2 separate regions of the Canis lupus genome follow, and region 1 is linked to region 2. The links are chromatin contacts, called in public Hi-C maps. All regions are on one chromosome and are shown on one strand. Each heading gives the region's core, a stretch centred on a gene start, on an enhancer-like site or on the middle of the called end of the contact. The rest is flanking DNA. Distances are from core to core; before and after follow the strand shown.

Region 1 (3,509 bases), core at 143-2,642, 54 kb after region 2:
GAGAAAGAGGAGAGTGAAAGTGCCCCCCTCCATTCCTCCTCCCCCCTGCAGGGAATTCCATGCTGCATCCTGGGAGTTCCCTGTCTGACTTGAGTTCTGTGCCCAGGGCTGAATGAGGCCAACAGTGTGTGACAGCTCTGGGTCTTCTCTTCCCAGCCCAACCCCAGGCTCTGCGAATTCTATTCCAGCCTCCTTGCCCAGAGCTGGGCTCCTGGGCAAGCTGGCATAATGCTGCCAGGCAGTACACAGAGAAGGCTTGATGGGGAGAGGGAAGAAGTCTTCCTGGGCCTGAGGCCCCTCCCTGGTCTGCTCTCTCCCCTTGCACCAGGCCAGGAATCCTTTGTGCCGCATCCCTTTGGGAGCTCAGCAGAAACTCTTGCAAGTTCCCTTGTGTTTTTGAACTTTCTTGTTGCCTTGCATCGAACATCAGCTAGGGGTGGGGAGGAAGATAGCACTCCCTCCTTGGCTGAGGCAGATGTTTCGTCTACCCTTGGAAGTAGGGCTTTTGCTCTTTTTATTTAGCTCCAAGGTGTGAGCACCAGGGAGCATGACACTGGAGGGAAGCACACGCACAGTGTAGGAGCAAGTGGCCAAGCAGAGGGCTGCGGAGGGCAGATGAGGGAGCTTGCTTTCTCTGTGCCAGCTTTGGAGTGGTCAGAAAAGGCATAGAGCAGAGGGCCAGACAGGGAGAGACATCCCCTGCCGGAGCTGCTGGATTTTCTGAACCGAGAATGACGAAAAGACCATTCTTCCCTCAGTCAGGCATCCTCTTGCCGTGACTCTGGGGAGATGGCTTTATCTCCAGGGGCTGGAAGTCCAGCAGAGGGAGAGCACATCTCCCAGCTGTTAGTGGTGTTAAGCTGGAGAGGGGGACATAGGGAAGGTGCTCTGCCTCCTCAAGAGGTGGCATTTGGTTAAAGCCTGTGGTCCCTGCATTGTTTTTAAGCTCCTCTCCCCCTTAGCCCCCAACCCAAGGCTTTTACGGTAGGACCTGACAAGTATTCTTTTTTTGGATCTGAAACATGTTCTGATGTCTGTTCTCATATACCAAGGAAGACTGCCTTCGAAATAACCCAGAGAAACCTCTCCCTTGTGCTCTCTGTATGGGAGAAGATTCTGCTGTCTCTTTGGCAAAGCACCATAACTCAGACAGCTGGGAAGTCCCTCGTGATGTCTAACCTAGCCCCACCCTTTCTGGGGCTGAGCTGGTTCTCATAAGGGGTCCTCTGCTGACAGTCCTTGGCCTCCTAGGGAGGCTGGCCCTGGCCCTTCCCTGCTGGAGCCAGGCCACTGAGGGCTGTGCTGCAGCCTCTCCTCCCAAGCCCTGGTTCCCTGTATAGGCTCCCAGCAGACACAGATTTTCCACTGCTGCTTTTCCATCTCCTGCCAGCCTGGGCAGGGGCTGTGTAACTCCCCAGCATGGGGTGGGGGCGATGACTTCACAGCCTGACGTTCTCGCCGCCTCTCCCAGCTCATGTGTTCGGTCTGGTTCTTAGGGCCAAAAGTAATCCTGATTTGGGTGGGGCTTTTTCTCTCATGTTCTTGGGGACAAAGATTCCTCTCATTTTTTAAAAAAATGTATTTCTAAGGGAAATCCTTTTCCTGTGTTTCCAGCATTCTCTCCCTGCCAAGTATTCCTTTCCCTCTCCAGGAAGTTGTGTATTTGAGAAGCAAGTGCAGAGATCAGGGACTAATACTCTCTCTTTGGCTAGACAAGTATTTATGTGAAATTACTGCTACAGAGAGCAGGGTCTGGGAGCCTCTGAGGGCAGGAAGAATGGAATGAAAAGCCCAAAATTGGGGATTGGCTGAGCTCCCAGTCTGGCATGGCTTTCCTGTGTCCGGCCACATGTCAGAGGAGGATTCCCAAGGCTACTATGCTGACAGCCACTGCAGGCCCTCCCTGCCCCCAGGAACCCTGCTGGGAACTGGGACAGCCACCTGCCAGTCCTAAGGTAGCCACCATGAGAGCTTAGGGTCACTTAAGGTGGAACAGACAGATAAGAGAAAGTGGCAAAAACACAGTAAGTGTGTGACTCTGAGAGCAGGTTCGCGTCTAGGCAAGAGCAAGGCCTGAGCTTCTTTGTTTTCCTTAACGGGTCTTGCTTGGTTTGCTCGGGTCCAAAAAAAGGCCATCATGGACCTTTCCTCGAGTATAAGATCCATAGGCTGGACTCTGAGGGACCTGGCGTCACCATCTCTAAGCACTGGAAAAAAGACAGGACTAATTCACTTCAGCCCAGTTGTGGACAGTGGGAACAGGGCTAACTTGCTCAGAGGCGCAGAAGAAAGCAGCATATGGGTCGCTCTGTCACGAAGGAAGCAGGGTGATCAGCCATCCTGTTTGCCTGGCACATGGGGGGTTACGGTTTCCAGGAGGCAGGAGCTTCAGTGCCCAAACCCAGGAAGTCCCAGGCAAACCCCAGGCAAACCCCAGGCAAACAGGGACCAGTTAGTCCCCTGGAATGAAGCCTCAGCGGAGTGTAGCTGCTTCCACACCCCAGCCCTCTCCACGTGTAGGTTGGCATCCAGCTGCTTCCTGGGGAGTGGTGTAGACTCTGCTGCATACTAACCAAGTGGTTACATAACCTCTCAGGGCCTTAGTCTGCTTGTATGTAAAATGGGGTTAACAGTAGCTGCCACATAGGGTTTTACAGTGTCTGAATGAGAAGACACGAATGTGCCTGCTAAAGCATCTGGCACATAGTTATCACTTAAATGTTAGCAACCTGATTTATTACTCATTCATTCAGTTCATTCAACAGATTTGTATGCGTACTATGTGCCAGGCACTGCTGTACACCTAAAGAACAGAGACAAAAATCCTGCCCTTGTGGAGAAGGATAGACAGACACAATAAGTGAATGCGTCATACAACGTATTAGGGAGAAGACGTCTGGAGAGGACTAGTTACACAGGATAAGGGGATTGAGAATCCTGGAGCAGAGAAGCCATGATATTAAATAGGATGGCCAGGGTCGGCCTCAGTGAGAAGGTGACATGTGTTCAGAGACCCCAAGACGATAAGAGAATAAGCCCTAGCTAGTGAAACAAGCTGAGCAAGCAAAGAGCCCGTGCGGGGCCCTGGAATAGAAGCTTGTCTCATGCATTCAAGGAAACGGCAGGAAGGCTCACTGGGCACAGGGAACAAGAGCACACAGTAGGAGTTACAGGACAGGAGGCGGGGGGCTCTCAAGGGTCTTTACGGGTCATCACGAAGGCTTTGGTGCCCAGTTTTTTTTTGTTTTGTTTTTTTATTTTTAAGATTTTATTTATTTATTCATGAGAGACACAGAGAGAGAGGCAGAGACACAGGCAGAGGGAGAAGCAGGCTCCACGCAGGGAGCTCAATGCAGGACTCGATCCCAGGACCCCAGGATCACACCCTGAGCCAAAGGCAGACACTAAACCGCTGAGCCACCCCGGTGTCCCTTGGTGCCTGGTTTCACTGCAAGTAAAAGCCACCAGAGGATCCCGAGCTGATGACTGGCAGGGGTTAACTGAGTTTG
Region 2 (3,963 bases), core at 870-3,369:
ATTGGACTCTAAAATGTCAAGTTATTGCCATCCAGCAGGGAGCCTGACAAACCATTAAATCTGAAGCTCTGTTCAGCTTATGCCTTTCCTTCCATTCCCATGTCTTCTCCAACAATTGATCTGGGCTCCTGAAGCTGACATTTCGGTAGGACCTTCCAAACTCTAACAAGATATGGTCTCTCTCCCTGCTAGCAGTTCGTCCGTGGAAAAGCCTTGGGGAGTGGGGTCAGAGGGACCAAAGCAGTTGGGAGGGGGGCAGGGAGTGAGTGAGAACAAATCTCCCCCTTGGTGTCCTCTAAGTGCCAAGGAGGATAAACAAGAAGTTTATGGATGGTTACCATACAAGGTGGCTCCTGAAGTTCCCTCCACACCCCTGCAACCTTCCACCAACCAGGCAGGAGAGAAGAGGCACAGGACAGGCAGAGGCCGATTTTGGACCTGGTTCCCGAAAGAGCTGGTGGCAGGGAATCTCCAGGACCACACTGGGGAGCTCTAAATTCTGAGCCCTGAGCAACAGATCTAAAAAATCTCCCTGCATTTTATCTGTTTAATTTTCCTGAGGTCAGAAATAGGATGTGGCTGGGGAGCCTGGGTGGCTCAGTCAGTTAAGCAGCTGTCTTTGGCTTACGTCAGGATCCTGAGGTCCTGGGATGGAGCCCCTTGTCTGACTCCCTACTCAGCGGGGAGTCAGCTTCTCCCTCTCCCTCTGCTCCTACTTCCCCCACCCCCACCATCTGCTCTCTCTTTCTCTCAAATAAATAAAAAGAATCTTAAAAAAAAAAAAAAAACAGAAAGAAAGAAAGCAGATGTGGATGAGATCCTGAGAAACAATAGGATAGGAAAATAGGAGAAAAGAATTCAAATGTTAGGAAACTAGAGAGGATGCTAATAGGCAGAAGGAAAGTAGACCCTGGGAGTCTAATTCACAAGTCTGTTTCCCCGTGTGCATGTTGTTCTCCACCCTGGACAGTGAGGACAGGATGCAAAGCAGGGCAGTAATGGTGTGACGGGCTGGGTTGGGATGGAAGGATCTAAGAGGCCTCTTTCCAAACCCCTGAAGTTGTAGTAGGTCACCTTCTTCACTGCACAGTTGACAACTCTGACGGGTGAAGTGTATGTTAACCTGCCTTCCAGAAGCACATGAATATGAATGAGGGGTGTGCTGAGGTAGGTGTGGGAATGTATCAGTCACCGTAGATTTGTTGTGTGAATCAGTGGATGGTGCATGTTTGTACTTGAAAGCCACAAGCAAAATCCAGGCAAAAGCTATGGGTGGCACTCTTGCACAATTGCTGGTGGGAGTGTAGCTGCGGAGGTGTGATTGACAATTTATAGGCTGTGTCTAAGTGCACACTGATGTCTGAGTGTGGGCAAATTAAAATGGAAATGTGTGTCAGAGTAGGATACAAGCACAGGAAAGCTCACAGGCTTCGGAGTCCATCTGACTTGGCTTTGCATCCCGGCACTGTCATTAACCAAGTGTGTAACCTTGGGCCAGCCACCGATTCTCAATTTCCTCAACTCTGAAATGAGGATAATAATAAGTACCTTCCAAGATTGCCATGAGCATTGGAACTAATGCCAAACACGCAAAGCTTTTCTGCTTTAGACCACACAGTAGGGCTCATGAGACGGCAGCCGGCATCATGCAGGGTGGATGGGCCTCGATGGGCCTCCGTAAGTACTGAGGCAAGAGGGCCCAAAATACGACCCGGGAAAGTGCGCGTGCGAAGCCCGGGTGAGGAGGTGTGTACTACGATTTGTGTGTAAGCAAAGCTGTGTACCTGTGTGCATCCCAAGCAATTCCTCCTCTCCAGGGAGTCCCCTATGCAGACAGGGGCAGGAGGGTGGGGGCCCCGTGACACAAGTGCTGCAGACACCTCGGGTTCCTGGGTCCCCGCGTGTGTGAGTGAGTAAGAGCTTGAGAGGCCCTTAGGAGCTGCAGGAAGCCAACCGCCAGCCCTGAAGCTTCCTTTTTTCCCTCCACCCAGCGACGGTTGAACACCGCCACCCACATCCACCTCCACCCTGCTTTCCTTCCTACAAGTGACAGCAAGGGCAGGGAGGAAAGCAGAGAAAGGATTCCTCCCCTCCAGGTCTCGTTCCCCCTTAAGACAAACCAGGGAGCCGCTGTAGCTCCAAATCGGGCCACCTTCACCGAGGAGCCAAGCCCCACCTCCGGCCCAGCGCTGCTCCTCCCCTCCGGCTCCCTCCCCTCCGGGAGAGCTGCTGAGCCCGAGTCTGGCCCGAGTTGGCTGGAGCTGTTGCCATGACAAGCATTTTCTTAAGAAAGCTCTGCTGTTAAGACAGTCCAACGCTGGCGGCCGGGGGGGGGCACGAACTTCCTGGGGAACCTTCCTTCGGAGGAGACCGAGCCAGAGACAGCCGTGCGGCTCCCCTGAACCCGTTTTCTTCCAGGAACCCGAGAGGTCCTTCCCTTTGGGAGGGCCGGGGGAGGAGACCCGGCCCACTCGGGCCGTAGCTGGAAAGGCTGGAGCGCAAAGCCGGCATCTCTGGCGTGGCTGCCCCACTGGGGAGACCGGTGGGTGGTCACCCCCATCCTACCAGGTCCATGGAGACCCGGCCGCAGAGTCCCGCCTGGAGAAGCCTGGATCTTTGCTAGAAAGGCAGGTAGGCTTGCAGAGACCGAATCGGCTCGCGGTTTGCAAACTTTCTTTCTTTCTTTGCTCTCATGATAGCTTCTAAAACTCCCCGAATTTCCCCTTCTAGCGTGTTTCTTGCCACCGGGTTTGCAGTGTGCGTGTGTTATGTGTGTGCGCGCCCAGATTGGTCGAACACCGTATTTCCTAGATTCCCTTCTGAGAGGCCGTATGATCAAACAAGTGATTTTTTTTTTTCCTCCTTTCCCAGGTTCTTGGGTTTTGTTTTTTGTTTTGTTTGTTCTGTTTTGTTTTTTTTTTCTTTTGTCATTCCTGGGCCTTGGGGGTAGGGCGATGGAGAGTCTGTCTTTTTCACACCCAAACTGAGCTTTTGGAAAAAGCATTCATTCCACCACCCCCCATCCGCTCCTGCCCTCCCCCTCCCCCTCCCCCTTGGCTGGGGAATGAGACGCAGAATGGAAAACTGTTGCAAAAATATTTTCCGCGTCTGTTCCCTTTCTCCAAAGCCCCAAAGAGAGATGGAAAAAAAAAAAAAAAAAGAACCGAGTAAGAAATTTTCAACGGGAGGGAGGGGCTGCCTTGGGGACTGGCTGGGGGGTGGGCGGAGGTGGGAGAGGTGGAGGGGTGGGGAGGGGAGCGCACAAATTAAATTTCTGTAGCTTTGTAGAGAAACCTCAGCAGTTTCTCTGCCGCTTGCAAAACGTCCCCAAGCTTTCACGTCTATAATTAGCGGTGGAAGGAGCTGGGAGTTCCCTCGCCCCGCGGCTGCCGAGTGTGGGCCGAGCGTCGAGAACCAACTGTAGGAGTGTCCCTGGGGCACCGCCCCACCATCCCCGGTCCCAAAGGGGAGCAAAGAGCAGGAGGCGACTTGGAAAGTTTGCGGTGCGGGGCCGGGCAGCGCTGGGAGGGAGGCTGGGGTCGGCCCCCGGTGTCCCGGGGAGGCTCCGCGGGGCTCTGCGCGGTCGCAGCGCTGGGAGGGAGGCCGGGGTGGCCGGTCCTGCCCGCGCACTGGGCGGGCTCCGGGCTGCGGCCGCGCGGGGAGGGGGCGCGGGGGGGGGCGCGCGGGGAGGGGGCGCGCGGGAGGGGGCGCGGGGGGCCGCAGGCGCCTCCCGGGCACCCCCGCCGGGCCCACGGCGACGTGCAGACGCGGAGTCGGCGCCCGCTGGCCTGCGGGGGTGGCGGATGGAGAAGTCGCGGGCGCGCAGCTGCCGCGGCGGGGGAGGGGCCGCGCCCCGGCTGCAGCGCCGTCTCCGCGGGGGGGTCTGGACCGAGGCTGCAGGACCCCGCCCGCGCTCCCGGAGCTCCTCCCCGGGGCTGCCCCTTCCTGCCCTTCCTCGTCCGC

What was found. A called contact is a pair of places that touch in the nucleus more often than the background predicts.
Region 1: a Hi-C map of skin fibroblasts shows a contact between it and region 2, with 2.6 times the contacts expected there. The contact joins the enhancer-like site here to the promoter of ATP2B4 in region 2. A contact is called at or near these places in 2 of 9 Hi-C or Micro-C datasets (amygdala and skin fibroblasts).

Annotation. Positions count from the first base shown.
Region 1 is chr38:970,814-974,322 of UU_Cfam_GSD_1.0, forward strand. All of the region lies in intron 2 of ATP2B4 (plasma membrane calcium-transporting ATPase 4), which reads left to right. Among named protein-coding and RNA genes, the nearest start is that of LAX1, 54 kb to the right of the region's middle. Within about 2 kb of position 1,393, at least 7 of the 20 cell types and tissues checked have an H3K27ac peak or open chromatin away from gene starts, as enhancers often do.
Region 2 is chr38:916,020-919,982 of UU_Cfam_GSD_1.0, forward strand. ATP2B4 (plasma membrane calcium-transporting ATPase 4) reads left to right here and starts at 2,120. Exons shown (of 22, transcript XM_038585953.1): 1 at 2,120-2,631.